Regions from separate parts of the Gossypium hirsutum genome. Here region 2 is linked to region 1. A link is a contact called in public Hi-C data. All regions are on one chromosome and are shown on one strand. The core of a region is the stretch at or near the end of the contact, and the rest is flanking DNA. Distances in the headings are between cores, read along the strand shown. Region 1 holds the start of LOC107955620 (phosphoserine aminotransferase 2, chloroplastic). Region 2 holds the start of LOC107955625 (cancer-related nucleoside-triphosphatase).

Region 1 (4,086 bases), core at 1,357-3,856:
AATATAATAGCTATGAATATGATGCTTAGCTGGTTTGGTATGCTTAGCATGAAAATTTGATGTAGTTTTGACATACTTTTGTGAAAATTTTCAAAATAAATTTCCAGTCAAAATGACATTTCAAAGAAGTGAGGTGCTTTCCACTGGCTTGTATTCCTATTAATGTTAATAAGGTCTTCAACGCACAAAAATTTAGGCTTGATGTTTTGACCTCCTGAATCTGTCTTTTGTCTTTTTCTTCAGAAATTGTTCTTCAATTTGGATAAGTTGGTTTCTTGTGATCATCCCGCCGATAGCAGTATATGGTGAGTACTTGTCTCTCTTTGTTTTTCTTCTCAAGCATAGAATATCATAAGACTTAAGCTTTATTGTTATCATTATCAAGAAAAACTTGGCTATTGTAAAGAGCAGTTAGACTTTCCTTTTAGTTTACTAGAAAGTTTGGCAATCTCTTTTTAAACCTCTCTGCAGATTGGGCTGACTATATTATTGCTGAGAAGAATGAGCATATATGTCTGGAAATTATTTTGCACTGCGTATGATGGTTCATATTAAGAGGAATTTATCATAATATATAAATTCAAGTACCTGGTTGATGGTATCAAGTGGATTTACATCTTATTATGTATTTCAGTATCTGTGATATGCCTACTGATCATTTTTTTTCCTGCATAGAACAGGGTTGGATTGTTGATGTTTCATCTGGCATTGGTAAACAACCCTCAAGATGCTCTTGTTATCTGGACCTTTGCTTCTGTTCTATGTCATGGAAACTGGAAGGAAGGTGTTGAATTTGCAAGAGAATATACTAAACTGGAAGTTAAATTTGTTCCTGAAATCTCAGAATTTTCAGAAACTAAATCAGATGAAGACCTTGCCAAAGAAGTTGCTCAGTTTGCATCTCTGGTGCAAGATTCTGTTGGGGTCTTAACAGAGACTAGCAATCTATTTGAATCAATCTCCAGATATCCATTTTCTCCTTGCTCTGGTTTGGTAAGTGCCTGTGACATCTACTCCATTTGAACTTTTTAGCGTTTCTTATCAGAGAGAGGTGTCTATGTTTTCCATACTGTTGGTTAATTAAGCTGCCATCAGAAGTGCCCCTATGTCTTACCTTGATTTGCTTGAGAATGGACTGTTTTGGTTTCTTACTAAAAATATTGGCATCGTTCTGGTACATGAACGTATATGTGTATGTATCTTTTGTTAGTAAATTAGTTTTATCTTTTTTTCAGGTATTTGTACCAAAGATAACTGCAAAGAATACTGCTAAATTGTTTGACCTGATGGTAGAAGATATTAGATCTTTCATAAATGGAAGAGGGAGAATGAGCCCTGAGATAAATTTCCACTTGCTTGGGATAGGGGATCCATGTGAGACAAGATTTGTGCTTGGCAAAATTATTTTAGAAACAATGAAGGCTGGTCCCAGTGGAGATGCAACAGAGATAGGCAATGATGAGAAAGACCTCCAACCAAAGGCGACTGAGGAAATTTTGTCCAATAATGAAATTCCAGCGAAGAAGGTTAAAAAACATGCCCCATCATCATTTATTCCTGATGGCAACAGAGGGATGTTGAAGAAGCAAAAATTGGTTGACGATGATACTGCTATAAAGAACCAGGAAATGGTTACTAAAGATGAGCTTAACGATTTGGCTGAGAAGCACCAGGAGTTTGTGAAGACATGCAAATTATCTGAAAATAAGACAAACTCGATGCAAGGGAAAATATCAGAGAAGGAAGAGAAAAGCAAGAAGGATAAGGAAAAGAAACCTAAGAAGCATACGAAGGCAGTAGAGAAGTCGAAAGAACATATTGCACTACATACAGTAAGCAAGAAGCAGCAAAGGGTAGTTAGGGAATTAAATTTGAGGGAGGAGGATGAGATGGATAATTTGGAAAAAGTGTTGGGGAAGGAGGAGGTGATGGAAAGAACAGAAGAACATAAAGGAAGAGCAGGAGAGGAGAGAAGCGGTGTAAGTTCACTTTCTAGTCTCTTCAGGTGACGCATTCTCTTTTCCAACAGCGCAAGTCATGTACCAAAGTTGTGATAAAAGTGATAGATAGAGGAGAGGTTGGTAATTGGATATGGTGGGATTACACATTTCTTAACAAAAATTTGACAGTTTTGTGGTTAATGTGCTTTATATCAATTAAACACTAGCGTGTTTTGTATTGTTAACGTTCTTTCCATTCTGATGATGAATATTACTCGACCCAATTCCAAACTGTTGTTCTTGGTTTCATTCAAGTCGCAGTGAATAATAAATGGGTTGTGTTAGAATTAGAATATTTCACTATTTTTAGGGTCAAGATCTCATTTTGTTATTATGATTTATGATTTGAGTCGTCTTTTTTAAGTCTCTTCTGATTTTCATTTCATTTCATCTGTGAAAAGAATTCCTTTTTCTTTTGTAATTCCGACTTAGTTTGGGTCTGGCATGAGCCAGGTTCGTGCACTTTTGCAAGCTGCCCCTACCCTAGCATCCCGATGTATGTCTTGTTGCCCAAGTCCCTTTAAAATTACACTAATTCAAAATATGCAGCCGTCGCTCACGACATTATATGAAGAAAAGAAGCTCCATTCCTTTTATGTTATATTAGAATTAGTAATTTTACTATTTCAATGACACTTTCCCATTTCTGTTTATTATGTATTTAGCAAAATACGACAAAAAAAAAGGGTAAATAAAAATAATACTACAACAACTCCCAACGAGGCCAAGACAAAATTGAACTCCTAAGAAAATTCTAAAACGACGACGTTGTGTTTGTCGACTTCTCACCAACCCTGAGAGAGTGAGAAAGCAAGTAGGCAACAGCCGCAAAGGCACCTGTCCATCTCCTTTGCAGTCCCTTGGAAGTGATGGAGCCAATCGAAAAATATCAAACACTTCCATTATAAAAGACTCCCTTTTGCTTTTACTTCTTCCCACCAAACAAACTCCCCTCCCTCAACCCCTACATTTTACTACGCTCTCTGAAATCTTAGTTACATCCATGGCAGCAACATCTCTAAATGCCCCTAACGCTCCTCTCCTTCAAAAGACCCATCAAACTCATGTCTTTCTCAAACCCATCTCCACCATTCCTTGTCAAACCTCTGCCAAGCGCTTCTGCATCTCTTGTTCCGCAACTACCCAAGATCGCCTCTCCGTCCAATCCCAATCTCAAGATCGGGTCTTTAACTTCGCCGCCGGTCCTGCCACCTTACCCGAGAACGTTCTCCTCAAAGCCCAATCCGAGCTTTACAACTGGCACGGATCTGGCATGAGCGTTATGGAAATGAGTCACCGTGGTAAGGATTTCCGTTCTATTATCGAAAAAGCCGAGGCCGATCTCCGTTCCCTTCTCAACATCCCTGAAAACTACGCCGTTTTATTCCTCCAAGGTGGAGCCACCACCCAGTTCGCTGCTGTCCCTTTGAATCTCTGTGCCCCAGGTGACTCCGTTGATTATCTTGTTACTGGATCTTGGGGAGACAAGGCTTTCATAGAAGCTAAGAAATACTGCAACCCCAAAGTCATTTGGAGTGGGAAATCGGAGAATTACGTCAGGGTTCCCTCGTTCGATGGTTTAGAACTGAACCCGAATGCCAAGTATTTGCATATATGCGCCAATGAGACCATTTACGGGGTTGAGTTCAAGGACTACCCAGTTCCCTGCAATCCAAATGGGGTTCTTGTTGCTGATATGTCTTCCAATTTTTGTTCCAAACCTGTTGATGTAACCAAGTTTGGGTTGATTTATGCTGGTGCGCAGAAGAATGTGGGGCCATCCGGGGTTTGCATCGTGATCGTGAGGAAGGATCTTCTAGGAAATGCACAAGAGATTACCCCTGTGATGCTTGATTACAAGATCCACGCCGACAACAACTCTTTGTACAACACACCTCCATGTTATGGGATTTATATGTGCGGGCTGGTGTTTGAAGACCTTTTGAAGCAGGGAGGACTGGAAGAGGTTGAGAAGAAGAACCACAAGAAAGCTGGTATATTGTACAATGCCATCGATGAAAGCAAAGGATTCTACAGGTGCCCTGTTGAGAAATCTGTAAGGTCAATGATGAATGTTCCATTCACA
Region 2 (4,053 bases), core at 1,006-3,505, 130 kb before region 1:
CTTTGAAGTAGTTCATGAATTCGCATTTACTTTCTTCAATAATAGCACCAATGAGTAAAGATCAAAAAAGAAATTTAAAGAAGTTTTAGTCATATGTCATGCCATAGATCTTTGATTATATGATAGATAAACACCACAAAATGTGCTTTTTAGTTCATTTTCCTAGCATCAGGAATAAATTGGTCTGGGAATTTTAGACAGATGACTTGTGATAATATTGTTTTAGAACATACTCTAATTCTTCCTAGACAGAATGCATACCAGTTTAGGCTAAAATGGCAGAAAGCAAGCTTCAAGATTCCTTGAGAAAGTTGCAGGCACCATTTTTGTATGCTTCTCTACTTCTTCCTTGTATTCATGCAAAGATTGTTAGATTGCATGAAAAAAAAATTCCCATAGTTTACAATATAGCATTAAGCCATACCATCAAATAAATTTACCATATAGCATATTCCCCCTTCTTATTGGTGCATTTTATTTGTTTTAATTCATACAAACAATTAAAACTTGCATTAATGTATATCTACTCAGTTTCCTTTCAATTTTCCAAGGTGAACACAGCAACTAAAAATGTGTTGAAATGCATTACAGCCACATTCTCAGACTACAAAATTGTTATCAAATATATTGGCTAACTGGTTGAAAATATATTCTATGATACAGCTAGGAGACCATAGGGAACCGCAAAATATAAAGAAATCAGCAGATAGGAAAAATATACCTTAAGCCACTGCAAGCATATACAAAATGTGAACAAAGATAAACCAGGAGTGCAATACATGACATACCATCCATCACTCGTAGGGTGAACCAGATTCATCATTCAACAAGTTTTAATCTATAGCCTCGTCGAGTATCTAAGGTTTAAGAAGCATACCCGCCAACTGAGGGTAGATTCTATCTTTCATCGCATCCCTGTTGCTTTTATCCAACGTGAAAATGGCTGCACCAGGATGATTCTTCAACCTTACAACTGCACAAATTCACACACAGCCATGCAAATTTAGTTATGAAGGGCAAACGGATTTGCATTTCAGAAGCAAAGTCTAGGAGATACTTTAAAGAATAATAATAGCCCAGGTCTTCCATGGTTTCAAATTAAACCAAGTGGGAACTTGATTAAAACGAAGGATCTGCACGATCACTACATTCACTTAACAAAAGAAAATATGAACCCCTTGAGAAAATTTTACCTGCAGGTATATCTTTGCCAAATTTTGGTATGGGGACAGTGGCGAGAAGAGGAATATTGGATTGAAGAATATTTAGAATGGCTGGAAAGAAGTATGAACTGAACAACTCCATTTTACCAACTTCATCAACAATGAAGAGACCAGTATCTTCTCTGATCTGCTAACAGATAGCCAAATATAGCCTTCAACAATAACCTTTATATACACAAATGAAATGAGCATGCCATGCTCAACTTAAACAGTTAATGCAAGTTCCTAATCCAACTGATTAGACCCTATAACTAATAGTAGCAAATTACAGCTCTAATTTGGTGTTATAAAGATGATAAAATTTCTTGGGTATGGGGCATAAATGATAAAAACTCTCAAAGCATCCAGAAAGAAGAGTTTACGTTACCTTCAATTCAGGCAATACCAATGATTCAAACGATGCAATATCCACTTTGTATTTCCCAACAGCAGGCCATTGTCGAGATTCCGGGCTGGAAATAGTGGAGCTGGCAAGGCGAGCTCTGCGACCATCCAAGGTGACCACTTCAAACCCAACCCTCTCACCGCCCTGTCTAATCTCTTGAGAGTAGAAACCCTGAAGCTTGATGCTGGGGTTGGAGAGCTTCAGATTCTCGCATATTCTCATAATCAGAGTGGTTTTACCCACACCCTGCACATTTAATAATCCCATTTCAAATTTCTCAAGATTGCCACATGGAAACTAATTCTTAATTTTTATTTTTCAGTAATGGTAAAAGCAATAGCAATCGCAATACTTACAGGAGGGCCGGTGACGAGGATGCATTTTCCGACACCTGCCATCGTCCCACTCTCAACGGAACCGTGAGCGGCAGATACAGAACCCAACTCCATTGCTATTGTTATTGGTATATACTAATGGAGTAAAACAGTTTCTGGTTCAAGTCATGGACTAACTCGTAAATTTTTTAATCAATTTGTTGGGCCACGGTCCATCGGCCGAATGCCCAGGCCACGCTCAGCAATTCTAGAGTTTGATCAGTCCCCATCTTTCCGTTCCTTCCGTTTATTTATTTGAATTAAAGTTGTTCATGTCCGGGCACCAAGTACGGCCTTTGGGCAGAAATATAATCCCAATAACTAGGTTAGGCAAAAAGAAAAAAAAGTCGGTTTAGAAATGGGTCCAGCCTCAGGTAAAGTTTTGACCTGAGCTCGACCCTGCCCAATCCTAATTTGTAATGAAAAAATTTATATTGTTTTTTTACTTTTTACCACTGTTTTATTATCATTTCACCATTATATTGTTATTATTTTATTATTAATTTTATTATTATTTTAAAGGTATTTGATTATTAAATTGTACTTATCATAGTATTATTTAATTATAAATAATTTTTTAAATTTATTTTCAATTTATTTATAAATATTTATTTTAATATTTTTAGTATATTTGGTGTATTATATATTTTTAAAATTTTATATAAAAAATAAAAAAATTTAATATGACTGGGCTGGGCCCGAGTTTTAGCATTTTTTATCTGGTCTGAGCTTGAGAAAAAAATTTAAACCCATTTTTCTAGTCAAGTCCAGGCCTATCAATTTGGGCATAAAATTTTGATAAGGTCTGGCCCGGCCCATGGATAATTCTAATTTGAATCGAAAATCCGAAATACATTCTCATTCTTGTAACTTGTAAGGGTAAACTACAAGAATAGTCACCCAATTATTCTTTTAATCATTTTTTGGTTGCTCAATTATTAATTTTTTCAATTTAATCACTCAACTTTTTGAAATTAAATATTCTAGTTGCTCCCCAGTTGTCATTTGATAAGTGACGAAAAGCTAATGTGGGCTTTTTTATTAGCCTAATAACAAATTTAGCCATCCAATGTTTACACGTTCTATTAATTTGATTCTAAATCTAAAAAATTCAAAAAATTTAATCCTCAACATTTACAAAATTGATCAATTTAATTTTAATTCTAAAAAATTTCAAAACATGAAAATATTAAAATTTTTATTTTTGGATAATAAAAATCATTTTAAAGTCTAAAAAGTATAAATGGATTATAAATAAAAAACCAAAATATATGTATTAAAAATACAAAAAAAAGAGAACATATATAAAATGATTCTAAAAGAAATAAACATTAAATAGATTGAGGAGTATTCGTGAGAGATGAAATTGGACTTTCCCATAGAACATGGAATCGACCAGTTATCTTCCTTAGTTTAGTTTAGTTCGGTTTTCAATTCCTCGACTAAATTTTTTAGGACTTTAGTTGTTTGACCAACGTACTTGGACTACCCAAGTTTGGAAGTTACTGATGACATGTCCAAGTTTGAAAAAAAACTTTTCTAAGTTTTTCATTTCTTGAAAGATTTATCATTGTATTGTTTTCTCTACTTAAATATTAGGCCTCCATATATTATTAAAATAAGGAAAAATCCAAAATAATAATTTTGTAATAGTTTTAAAAATTGTTATTTTTTTTTGAGGAATTTAATTAAATAATATGAATTAATATAAAATATGACACTTAGATAGTTAGATTTAAGTCAACTTGATTTTTTACTATATTTAAGAAGGTAATATTAGTCTAAAAGAGCACAATATAAATTATGTTAAATACTCTTTTTTATTTAGCGTGTTTTTGAGGTATGACAAGGAATATTAAAAAAATTAGTTTTTCTCTTCTTCTTTTTTTTTTTTTGAAATTTTTAGAATTAGAATTAAATTGATAAATTTTGTAAACGTTGATTGCTAAATTTATTGAGTTTTTTTTAGAATTAGAATTAAAATGACAAATTTTGTAAACATTGATGCTAAATTTGTTTAATTTTTATATTTAAGATCAAATTGATAGAATGTGTAAATATTGGAGAATTA

Evidence for each region. Hi-C and Micro-C count contacts between places; a contact is called where the count stands out from the background.
Region 2: a contact with region 1 is called in a Hi-C map of leaf, with 4 times the contacts expected there. The contact joins the promoter of LOC107955625 here to the promoter of LOC107955620 in region 1. A contact is called at or near these places in 7 of 34 Hi-C or Micro-C datasets (callus, fibers and leaf).

The regions. Positions count from the first base shown.
Region 1 is chrA07:67,538,044-67,542,129 of Gossypium_hirsutum_v2.1, reverse strand. It overlaps LOC107955620 (phosphoserine aminotransferase 2, chloroplastic), which reads left to right and starts at 2,606. Exons shown (of 1, transcript XM_016891418.2): 1 at 2,606-4,086. The coding sequence starts at 3,004. It overlaps LOC107955619, which reads left to right. Exons shown (of 14, transcript XM_016891416.2): 12 at 244-305; 13 at 681-993; 14 at 1,236-2,295. The coding sequence ends at 2,009.
Region 2 is chrA07:67,669,540-67,673,592 of Gossypium_hirsutum_v2.1, reverse strand. LOC107955625 (cancer-related nucleoside-triphosphatase) reads right to left here and starts at 2,255. Exons shown (of 6, transcript XM_041117959.1): 1 at 1,965-2,255; 2 at 1,591-1,854; 3 at 1,194-1,350; 4 at 878-973; 5 at 262-348. The coding sequence starts at 2,057. The coding sequence ends at 293.